4 separate regions of the Mus musculus genome follow, and regions 2, 3 and 4 are each linked to region 1. The links are chromatin contacts, called in public HiChIP or PLAC-seq and promoter capture Hi-C maps. All regions are on one chromosome and are shown on one strand. Each heading gives the region's core, a stretch centred on a gene start, on an enhancer-like site or on the middle of the called end of the contact. The rest is flanking DNA. Distances are from core to core; before and after follow the strand shown. Region 1 has its middle 36 kb from the start of Gm51477. Region 2 overlaps Gm30771 (a long non-coding RNA gene). Region 3 has its middle 15 kb from the start of Plekhf1. Region 4 holds the start of Uri1 (URI1, prefoldin-like chaperone).

Region 1 (2,700 bases), core at 34-2,533:
GGTGTGGTAGGGTGTAGGACCCAGAAAAGCAGTTGTCATTTTGGCTAAGAACTGATATTTCAGAAAGAAACAAACATTATTTTTCCCTCCTCAGTCTAGTTTTTTTCTCTCTTGCACGGAACAGTTTGCATATTGTAAGCTACAGATGACCACCAGCTTCAAGGCACATGGCCTAAAACACCCCCACCCTTTACCTCTTCTCTGCCCCACTTAAAGTAGATGTGACTCGGCAAACAGGTCCATCCAATCAACAGATAGTCTTCCTCACAGAGCCGGGCTTTGCCAAACCAATGCCTTATTCCAAGATTGCTTATCTCAGAGTTTAGGGCCTCATTTCATCTGTTAAGTAGGCCTAGAATCCTGCCCGATGCCCCTAGAAACTCTAGTGGCTGTAACTGAAGTTCTTCTGTATAAGGAAGAACTCTCTTCTCTTAAAAGTACTTGGAAAGCAATCTGTAAAAATTTGCCTGCATCATATAGACCCATACAGAACTCAGGAACCCCTCCCTCTCTTACCCACCAGCAGTCTTCTCTCCTGTTATATGTAGGACTGTGTGTTGAAAGTTGTACACCCAGGTTGATATGTTAGTTGCCGCACTGCTGCCTCCTAACTCTTAGAATGTTAGTCCTATACCCCGGGTGTTAGGTCCTGGCCTGTGTGCACTAGCCATTTATAGCTAATACATTCTGACCTGGATGCAGGAGAGCAAGCTGATGGAGAGGTTACTCCATCCATCCTCTTGGGTGATGAGTCCCATAGCACAGCCCATGTAGAAGACAAGATGATAACTTTTCAAAAGAACCTTGCTTAAAGGCTGGTATATCAGCGTGTCAGGGACTTGTTACAGATGATCCTGTGGGAGATCCTGAGTCATCTCAGAGTCAGTTGGAAGATGATTTATTAAGTTGCTATTAGAGAGGGTCAGGTCCCACTGGTCTGGTCTTGTTAAAGGACATCTTAGTCTAGCCAAAACTTTTGCTTCTGGAGGTGAGTGTCAGGATCCAGGCACGTCCCATACTCTCTTATTCTGCTGTACAGTGTAAAAAGGGCAAAGGAGTGCCACCGGAGAGCCTTGATATGTCCTTTGTATTGTTAGAGTGGATTTGACCTTGCTTTGCAATGGAATGAGCTTCTCACATCAGTATTTAAATGTGTGTGTGTGGGGGTGGGGGGTACAGAGGACTAGAGCCATGTCCATCCACTGGCAGGCAGGGGAGGCAGGCTCCTGGTACAGCTTGAGGAGCTGATGCAGGAGAGTGTGAGAGGCACAGCCGAGCTGTGTTGAGTCTGCACCTGGACATTGCTGCATAGAAATGCTAAAGACCTGGTTGCATCCCAGGAATGTGGGCACACCCCTGCCCTTCACTTTTTGAAGCTGAAGCCTCCAGCCAGAGCTGTCTGGAATTGCTGTGTTAGCTTTCTCAAATGTAGCTTTCCATGTCCTTTTCTGAATCCTCAGGGCAGGACACAGAACTCTTGTCAGGTTAAGAGGCAGGTGGGGGTTCGGGTGGGGGGATCATAACTCCTTTACCCTTAGCTCTGCCCTGGAATTGCTACCACTCAAGGAAGCCCAGTTTGGAGGCTCCATCAGCAAGCCACTGTGGTGATGAGGCCCCGTGTGCAGCAGCTCCCAGGCCAGGTGATGATCCCCTCACGGGTGGGAGGAAGCCTGAGGGAAGGCATAGATAGCTCCAATGTTCCCAATGCTTTATCCTCAGTGAACTGTGGAATGAAGGCCCACTACATTTTGCCAGGATGAGAGAGCAGAAACCTATGTCCCAACACCATGGTGGTGGCATCACAACTTTCTTACATCATGTGTCCTAAACTGTATGATGTGATGAAATACAGTGACCAAACTAAACTATCTTAAAAGGCGACTTCTGCCCCACCGTGATTTCCTTGCATGGACACTCTGAAGATACCGCTTTTTTTTTTTCCAGCTACAAAGCCTAGAATGGAAAGGTCAACAGACATCTTCTGAAGGGTCAGAGGGCAACTGTTTTCAGCTTACAAACCATGAGCACCCTCATGACTCCTCACTGCTGGGTGGCACTAAAGCTATAGACAGTGTGAGTGTGTGCCAATAAAACTTTATTAATTAAAGCAAGGGAATGACTAGAACTGGCCCACAGGCTAGAATTTCTGGCCCCTGCTTTAGTGTAAAGAGGTATGTGCTCCTGGGTTATTTCCAGAGCAGAGAGAGAGAGAGAGAGAGAGAGAGAGAGAGAGAGAGAGAGAGAGAGAGAGAGAGAGAGCACAGGGAGGTACCCCTTCCCATCTCCTCACAACACCACAGGCAAAAGAGATGGAACAGCTGTGGCTTATCTTTTACAACAGATGTTTCTCCTCCACCGACAGAAGTGCAGGGAGGAATTAAGATGGCAGACACCTAAGCGCCTGGGGCAGACGCCCCCAGATCAGATGAGTATCCAGTGGAAGGTATTACGAAGAAGCACGGGCACGGCCCAAGGCCTTTAAGTTGCCCTTGTCCCTTTAGCACTAAGGTGGTTCCAGTCTTACTTTCCAGCAGTGTGATGGAAAGTTGTGTTTCCTCATGTCACCATGCCACAGTCAGTGCACAGGAAAGTCGTCTGGAAAGACGACTGTGAAATACAAGGTCAGAGCCTCATAGGTTCCTGGAATTCACCACCTTACTGTGCTTGTCTGGACCTGCTGGCTGCTTCTCAGCTGATTAT
Region 2 (2,700 bases), core at 63-2,562, 610 kb before region 1:
CAGAGTATCAAGCTGAATGAATGGTCCTTAATCACAGTGGTCAAGGAATGTGGAGCTAGGGCAGGACAGGCATGTGGCATGAATCAGTCCCTGGGGCAGAACTCATCATCGGAACTACCTGACACCACAGAAGCAGGGGGTGGGGGTGGGGGTGGGGGTTGAGGTGGGGGGTGGGGGTTGAAGGGAGGGAGGGGGCGGCTGTCAGTGGTCTGGCAAAAGCAGCAGATACAGAAATAGCACAGAACCTGGTTAAGGCCTGAACAACAACAGAGGTGAGCTGCTGAACAGCGGCATCCTGCATTTCACAGCAGGACTCTAGCTGTAACTGGGAAGCCATGGTCACCCACTCCCCAGAAGTTGCTAGCTCCATTACGCAGTTTCAGTGACTGGCTTGGAGAAGCAGGCCTACCCCCATAGCCTCGGGGTTGGGCACAACTCAGCAGGGTTCTGTTAATTCTTCCTTTCCGCTGTGTCCTAGGGCTCCCAGTGTTTTGGCTTCCATATACCTTTTCCTCAACTTCACTCAGAGTAAAGAGGCAGTCCGAAGGAGGGTCTTCCCTAGCCAAAACTCCAAATTCTCTACAGAAAGCCTTTGTGCACCACGGAGCAAACCACACGGAGTGAGCCCAAAACCCCATGGCTGTTCTGGGAAGCACGGGCACAACACACGTGGTTGAATGTGCAAGGGCACTAGTTAGAGGGCATGGGGAGATTAAAAACAAAAGCATCATCTCAGAGGGACATATTGAGGCTGGAATGTTGGTAAATGAATCTGGAGAAACTGAACAAAACGGAGGCTCAGCAATTTGCCCAAGGTCAGACACTGAGCCTGGCTTCAGGGCCTACAGCTACATTGAGCTGCCTCGGAGCCTTAGCCTTAGATTAATGGAATGTCCCATTAACAAGCTCCTGAACCCTCAAACCCAAAATTGGGAGGGGCCCAGGTATGGGTTTTCAGGGCCGCAGGACCTAGCCGCTTAAGCCTGAAGAGGGCGCGCATTCCTCTCCGGGACTGCTGGCAGCTCAGCCTTTCTGCCTGGAGCACGCTTCCTACCAGTCCCAAGCACTCGGGTCCCCCCTTTTAGGCCTCCTCGGGCCCGCCAGTCCGGGATGACAGCTTGGCTGGGCCCCACGCCTGGACTGCGCCCGGTACGGCGCCTCCCCCCGGTCACGCGGCACAGATGGGAGAGGAGGAGGACGAGGAGGAGAGGAAAGGAGGCCCTTTGGGGCAGAAGGGTAGGAACCCGCTGCACTGGGCGTCGCCTCTGAAAGGGGCTCTGTGCGGCTCGGGGAGAAGAAAGGGGCAAAGAAATGGAGGAGGAGCTGTGTAAGGAGCAGTGATGCAGGCTCAGGTGTCCGGACCCCACCGCAGTGTTCCAGCCACACCCAGACGGAAACCATGGTCGACGGTTTGGCCTGCGCCCGTCTCTAGACTGCTAGCTGGGGGAGCAGGCACCCCTGTCACCTCATTGTGCACGGAGCAATAGGCCTCGCCATGTTAGCCAGACCAAATGTAGCCCTTAGGGCAAGGGCAGAACGTAGGAGTCGGAGCCCAGAACCTCTTGCCACGCAAGCCACAAAGCAAGGCCCAGGAGCCCTGCTGTCCAGGGCAGATCTTGGTGGCGCCACTTTCCAGCCACGTGGCTTGGAGCAAGTTTCTTTACTTCATCTGTGAAATGGGAGAGCGCGCACGTAGTGGGGTTATTATGTAGGGGGGTTTCGTCCCCTAGGGCTGGGCCTGCCTTGGTCACAGCTCTCACCAATGCAGCGGGATAAAGAAACTGAAGTTGGGGACAGAACCAGGCCGCCCCAGTCCCGCGCCGCCCAAGACCTCCATGCGCGCGCGCGCGCGCACCTTACCCGCCTCCTCCTTCGGAACCCGCAGCCCCGCCCTTCTGGCTCAGGCTGAGCTCCACGTGCGGCGTGTTTACACACGTGACTCCAGGGCCCGCCCACCCAGCCTCCGCCTCCGATCCGACCCCGCCCCTGTCCCCGCCCCATGTCCTCTGCGGCTGCGCGGCGTCGAGCTAACGCAAAGCGCCTCTGTAACAGAGCCAAAGCGTAGGTGGATCTCTGGGTAGGCGGGACTTTGGGCCTCCTCGTGGCTTCCTCGCGCACCGCGAGGGGGGCGGGACTGGACGGTCACGGGCGGGGCCAAGTGTGAGCGCAGGCTCTAGGCAGGGCGTCGCGTGGGCGGGGCTGAAGAGAGCTGGGCGGTGGCGCTGGGGTCCGGCGCATGCGCAGGCACACCAAGCTGTACAGCTTTCAGACCTGCTTTCGCCACGTTCCTAGTCCTGCCCCTGTGTAGGCTGAACCAGGTAGAACTAAGAAGGACACATTGACGCCCACATTTCACTGCGTTTTGGGCAAAGACGGGCTCTCCAGGATTCTCTTCCCTTGCCCTCCTGCTATTTCTCCCTTTCTTCTGGATTGGTTCGGTGCAGGCCTGTTGTGGCATCCTGTTTGTCTTTGATACCTTACCAGTCATACCATTGAAGCTCATTACACCTTCTCTTTTTCCTCTCTCCCTCTCTTCCATCTCTCTCCTCCGTTACTTCCCACCCTCTTCTTTCTCTCTCATACTAGGGATTGAACCTAGCCCTGAAGCGAACTGTCCTTGTACCGTACCGCCACCCCACTGGGTCCAAAGAATTTCAGCACCTACATGATGACACAAGTGGAAAATTGCTTCAGTACCGT
Region 3 (2,893 bases), core at 5-2,504, 770 kb before region 1:
ACTCTTTGTAACCAACCCATGCCCTGACACTCTTCCTGCATACTCCGAGTGACAGGCACCCCAGACCAGATAGCTCCATTGTCCACTTTGATCCTTCTTACCTGGTGAGTAGAAGCAGGCCAGGGTCTCATACATTTCTTACTGTTGCTAGTTTTTTAAACCTAGACCCGGCATATGAGAGTGACTGAAGGTTCTATGCCAAAGTAACAATAAATAAATAAATAAATAAATAAATAAATAAATAAATAAATAAATAAATAAATAAATAAATTATAGTAATGAAAAATTAATTACTTGGGAGTTTGTTTTTAATTAAACATTAGGACTTGACGAGACCTGGCCGCTGCCTCATAAAGCCATTCCTGGGCTGTAGGGATGCATTCGGTCCACATGAGTGCCTCAAATCAGCCCAGGATGTGATTAGATGATTTCTCCCGGCAGTCAGTGCAAGATGAGCATTCCCAGAATCCTCTCACTGGGGCGGTGAAAGTCCTCGGGCCCCAGAGGCTGTCCACCTGTGTACACATGGGTGCTCTATGGGAATCCATGGGCAGTCCTCTAGTTGAACAGAGATTAACATCATTAAATGAAGTGGGGGGATGGGGGCGGCATGTATGCAGAAATGAGATGTTTACAGCAGAGAGCTATGGAGACAGGTGTAGGAATCCCACCTCACAAGCTCTCTCCTCTCTTGCCCAAAAGCCATCCCCATTCCCTGGGTAGCTTCAACTCATTCATCCTACAGGGACTGGGGGCTGCCCTCTCAGAGGTTTGTTGGCAGTGTTGGGAATGAAATCTTTTTTTTTAAAGATTTATTTATTTATTATTGTAATGTAGCTGTCTTCAGACACACCAGAAGAGGGTGTCAGATCTCATTACGGATAGTTGTGGACCGCCATGTGGTTGCTGGGATTTGAACTCAGGAACTCTAGAAGAGCAGTCAGTACTCTTAACCGCTGAGCCATCTCTCCAGCCCGGAAATGAAATTCAGAGTTTCATGCATGCTTCATTTTGCAACAAGATCTTGACAAGTTGCTCCAGGGCTGCCCTTAAACCACTCTGTTGCTTGAGTCTTGAACCTTTGATCCTCCTGCCTTAACCTCCTAGTTAGCTAGGATTACAGGCCTGTGGCATTTTCTCTCAGGAGGACCCTCTCCTCCTAGCTTTCTAGGCGAAAGAGCTTTACTGTCTGGGGCTAGGACTATCCTATCCATGGCCATCCTGGATCTGTATAAGAGATAAAGATAAAAGCAAAAAGAGATTGCAGCTGCCTCAAAACAGCTGAGATGGAACTGAGTGTGGCGGTAGGCCTGTCAATCCCCGAATGTAGGAGGCTGAGGCAAGGAAGACCCTCAGTTGGAGACCAGCCTGGGCTGCACAGTAAGACATTGACTCCAACCAAACAAAGGATCAAAAGGAAAATGGCTGAGATAGAGAAACAGGAAGTAAATTAGAGCAGCCCAAACTAAGCAGGGGTGAGGGTGGAGGTGGGAAGGAACAGGGATGGATACCAGAAGACAAGAATGGAATGGGGCCTGGCCAAATGGCTCTTGTTTTTTTTACTCCCAGCACTCAGGAGGCCTAGACTGGCAGATCTCTTTGAGTTCAAGGTCAGGATACGATCTACATAGGGAGTCCCAGGCTAGGCAGGAACGGAGACAGTCCAGAGAGTCATGCACGCTCCTCCCTTTGGCTACCAGGTATTAAAACAGAACCTTGCAAGAAATTCAAATTTTCGCAAGAGTGTCATCTTGAAGGAATTGGAAGAAGCAAAGACCAAAGCTGGGACCAACAGAAGTTGAATTTGTCTCATAAGAAGAGCTTTACTCAGTTCCAACAACATGTGAGACCACCCTGCAGGAATTGAAAATGAGGTAGTAATAAGCCATGGTAGGTGGGATTCCTGACCAGACTACTAAGGTACACATGCTTCTAAATCTCTATTTAAAACTCAGTCTCACTTCAGGAATCCTGGAATTTGGGCCCAGGAGTCACTGATCTGTTTCTCTGCCCAGTGTGTCATGCTAAGTTTATTCTCCTTTCCCTGTTTTTCACTATTACCTGTCTCTTGAAAGGGCCCACTGGGGAGTCATGGCTGGGCTTAGCTTGTGGGGACTTGTCACCTGTTAAGTCCTACAAACTGAATGACTGACAAGAACTCTGTGATTATGAAGGGATGGAATCCCGCAGGGCCATGATCAAAAACAGTGAAAGGAAGAAAGCTTATTTTGGCTTCCAGAGGAAGAGTGCCATAATGGCAGAGAAGTGGCAGCCAGTGCCTGGATCATGGGGCTAAAAGATCACAACAGCACAAAGGGAGCAGAGATGTCAAACCAGTGGTGGGGTTAATAAGGCCCACCCACTTGATGTACTCTCTCTCCTAAGCCTTACCCCTAAAAGCTTTATAATCTCCCCCAAAACAATGCCACCAACTGAAACACAGTGTCCAAACACAGGAGCCTAGGAAGGACATATGCCATCTAAACAACCACAACACGTCAAAGCGCTTGCCACGGACCCTGAAGCCTTTAGTGCAATCCTTGGAACCCCTGTGGTAGAAGGAGAAAACTGACTCCTACAAGTTGTTCACGATCTCCATGTGTAGCTATGGCGTGGGCATGCTTACACACATGCACGTGTGCAAACATACATGCAATAAATATAGAAATGTGAAAAGTCTTAAAGACAAAGCAATTTTGAAAAGCAGAGAGAAGAAACGTCTTCAGCAGGGCTACCTTGGGGAGAACAGATAAAGAGGTGAAAAAAAATGCAGCATCCATCTTCAAGGTATTGCTGTGAGCATTGGGCTTAAACACAAAAGGACCTAGGGCAGAGCACTGCCTGGTTAACTGGTCCAAGGAGGGTATGGTCTGCTTGATCTTGCTTCAGCTCT
Region 4 (2,700 bases), core at 156-2,655, 540 kb before region 1:
GACTTCCTCCACTTAGGTTCTACATTCTAAACGACATACTAAATTCCCCACCCCCTCACTTTTCAAGACAGGGTTTTTTTGTGTAGCCTTGGATGTCCTGGAACTCACTCTGTAGACCAGGCTGGCCTCAAACTCAGAGATCTGCCTGCCTCTGCCTTCCAGATTCTGGGATTAAAGGTGTGAGCCACCACTGCCTGGTACATCCTAATTTTTAAGTATCCTTCCAAATTAGTACTACCTGTTAGGGACCAAGTATTGAAACACATGGGGTCAGTTCATATTCAAAGCCCAGCACTAGAGAAGTAGCTTCTGCGGTGCCCTAGGAGTCAGGGATGCTGCTATTGGCGGGAGGCAAGATGAGTGCTCAGAGTTTGACTGTGTTTCAGAGGTTGCTGCATCTGCAGGGAGAGAAATTCATATTTACCATCTTCCCCAATCGTCCCTGCTTTTTCTTTCTTGATGCAAGTGATCAAAGGATGGATGTGGACTTGGGAGCTGGAACAGAAGTGGAAGATAGGGGCAAACAGACCCACAGAGGGCCAGAATTCTGCAGGTGCCTGCCAGCCTGTTCCTATACACACAATACTGAGGTAATAGGATCTATGCCTATTGTCCGGGCTTGGGATAGAGTTAGGACAAGGCCACAAGGTAGACTAGAGGACTGCCACAAACAGAGGCTGCACAAAGGGCTAGGGGGAGGAAGTGAGTCCAAGAGATTTATTCAGCTCAGGCTGGCCTGGAACTTGCTATGTGGACCAGGCTGGCTTCAAACTCACAGATACCCTCCTGCCTCTGCCTTCAAACTGTTGGGGATTAAAGGTGTGCTCCCTGCTCCAGCTTCCAATTTTTAAAATACTGAGTGGAACAGGGATGGGGATTTAGCTCAGTTGGTAGAGTGCTTGTCTAGCAAGTCCAAAGCCATGCATTTGGTCCCCACTGTTAAACAAAACACCAGAATTATAAAATACATGGGATAGGGCAGCAGCTGTTGTTGAAAAATGTGCTACACAGTGCATACGTAGTAACATAGTAATATTAATACTGCAGCTTAATATATGTAAGGAAAATTGTAATGTGTACAGTAATTAATACATACGCAAAAATATAGTTGTATATTGTGCATTTTAGCTCATTAAACCACATTAGTTCATTAAAAGGCATGGGAAACAGCTGAATTTGATAAAATTAAATGAGCTTATGAAACAGTCTCAGTGCTCATATTAAGTTCCTACCACCACAGGCAGCGCCAAGCGAATTGGGACCCACTATCCCGCCGCCTCTCATCCTGTGCAGGGGTCCTGAGCGGCTCAGCCTCCACCCCACCCGGAGGCCCTGTCCCCGCCATAGCCCCGCCCCCTAGGGCGGAGCTTGAGAGCTTCCCGGCGTGCTGCGCGGGCGGGGCGAGGGGCGGGGCGTGCGCGGAGGCGCGGCAGTCGCGGGACGCTAAGCTGGGCCCGGTTGCGGGAGAAGAGCGTGGCGCGCCTGGTGTAGGGCCTGCTGCTCCGAGGCGGCGGCGGCGGCGGCGGCGGCGGTATGCGCGTGTGAGATGCGGCCGCGGGTAGCCCGGACGCGAGCGGCGGCCCCCGGGGCAGCGGCGAAAGTGAGCGCGGCCTCTTCAGAGAGAGGCGTGCAGTGCATGAGGGCGAGCGCGCGGGCGCTGGGCATCCGCCGGCCACGCCGTCTCCATAAACACTTGTTTAGGACTTGTTCGCCTCGCTGAGGCTGCGGCGCCGGGCATGGAGCCCCCGTCCGAACCCGAGCCCGAGCCCCAGCCCCTTGCAGAGGCCTCAGCCGCCGCTCCGCTGCGCGCACCAGAGGTGGCGCGGCTTCGCGAGGAGCAGGAAAAGGTAACAGGCCGCGCTTGGTTCCGGCCCTGGCCGGCTTCCGCATGTGGCCGCGACACTCTGAGCAACCTCTAATGCGGCCAGCCCTCTGCGTGAAACCGAGATCCCCACGCGCGAGCTGCGCAGCCTCGGGCCGCGGGGACCACGGGAGAAACTTTTGTCACGTGCATTTGTTGTCTTTTGTCGGTGGCCCTTTGACCTTCCCCGGAAGGGATGCGGGGATGTGGGGAATACAGAGGATGCAGGGGATAGGATAATCGGTTGACCCTGAACTGAGAGAGCAATTGTTGGGACTAAATAAAAATACGTGTTTTTTTTTTTTTCCTTTTTGGTTCGGGGATTACACTGTGAACAGAAGTGGTCACTCTTTTTACCCCTTAGCTATTTATTATCTAAACGTTGGTACAATGCGCGCGTGCGCACACACACACACACACACACACACACACACACACACACACACACGAGATATCCTTATTTGATTGAGCGTCCAAGTTTGACTACGTTGGTGATGATGCACTTCCTGTGCAATCCAGCTCTTAGGTTTAGTAGTCGACAAGAGAGAAGGCCTTTGTTAAATTTTAACTTCAAGCCTTTATTAAACAAGGCTTTCCCCACTTTTTTTTTTTTTTTTTGATCTACCAGAGGAGAGGAGAATGCTTAGAATCTCCGAATGGGAATTATTATATATTTTTTTTTATAAGGAAATGTTATGTAGTTAAGAACTACAGCTCGATTGTTAAATGTGAAATTGTCCTGTGGATTCTGTAGGTTTTCAAGTTGATTCTCCTGACGTGCCTTGAAATTCTTTGAAAAGCGACATTTAATTTGCTTAAACGTCACATGTCCTGTTGCC

Evidence for each region. Promoter capture Hi-C pulls out the DNA fragments that hold promoters and counts their contacts. HiChIP or PLAC-seq counts read pairs in DNA pulled down with a chosen protein or histone mark.
Region 2: an H3K27ac HiChIP or PLAC-seq map of embryonic stem cells shows a contact between it and region 1, with 4 times the contacts expected there. The contact joins two enhancer-like sites. A contact is called at or near these places in 4 of 115 datasets of contacts at active chromatin or transcription factors (astrocytes and embryonic stem cells).
Region 3: an H3K27ac HiChIP or PLAC-seq map of embryonic stem cells shows a contact between it and region 1, with 2.7 times the contacts expected there. The contact joins two enhancer-like sites. A contact is called at or near these places in 1 of 484 Hi-C or Micro-C datasets (embryonic stem cells) and 2 of 115 datasets of contacts at active chromatin or transcription factors (both in embryonic stem cells).
Region 4: a promoter capture Hi-C map of embryonic stem cells shows a contact between it and region 1, with 3 times the contacts expected there. The contact joins the promoter of Uri1 here to the enhancer-like site in region 1. A contact is called at or near these places in 5 of 39 promoter capture datasets (cranial neural crest, embryonic stem cells, hippocampal neurons and 2 more), 3 of 484 Hi-C or Micro-C datasets (CD4 T cells and embryonic stem cells) and 5 of 115 datasets of contacts at active chromatin or transcription factors (all in embryonic stem cells).

What each region holds. Positions count from the first base shown.
Region 1 is chr7:37,474,219-37,476,918 of GRCm38.p6, reverse strand. It overlaps a transcript of Zfp536 not described here. Among named protein-coding and RNA genes, the nearest start is that of Gm51477, 36 kb to the right of the region's middle. Within about 2 kb of position 1,283, at least 10 of the 459 cell types and tissues checked have an H3K27ac peak or open chromatin away from gene starts, as enhancers often do. A contact at or near this core is called in embryonic stem cells, where this site is marked.
Region 2 is chr7:38,084,438-38,087,137 of GRCm38.p6, reverse strand. All of the region lies in intron 3 of Gm30771 (a long non-coding RNA gene), which reads right to left. Among named protein-coding and RNA genes, the nearest start is that of Ccne1, 22 kb to the left of the region's middle. Within about 2 kb of position 1,312, at least 189 of the 459 cell types and tissues checked have an H3K27ac peak or open chromatin away from gene starts, as enhancers often do. A contact at or near this core is called in embryonic stem cells, where this site is marked.
Region 3 is chr7:38,241,237-38,244,129 of GRCm38.p6, reverse strand. No RefSeq gene overlaps it. Among named protein-coding and RNA genes, the nearest start is that of Plekhf1, 15 kb to the right of the region's middle. Within about 2 kb of position 1,254, at least 8 of the 459 cell types and tissues checked have an H3K27ac peak or open chromatin away from gene starts, as enhancers often do. A contact at or near this core is called in embryonic stem cells, where this site is marked.
Region 4 is chr7:38,018,257-38,020,956 of GRCm38.p6, reverse strand. Uri1 (URI1, prefoldin-like chaperone) reads left to right here and starts at 1,405. Exons shown (of 11, transcript NM_011274.5): 1 at 1,405-1,847. The coding sequence starts at 1,737.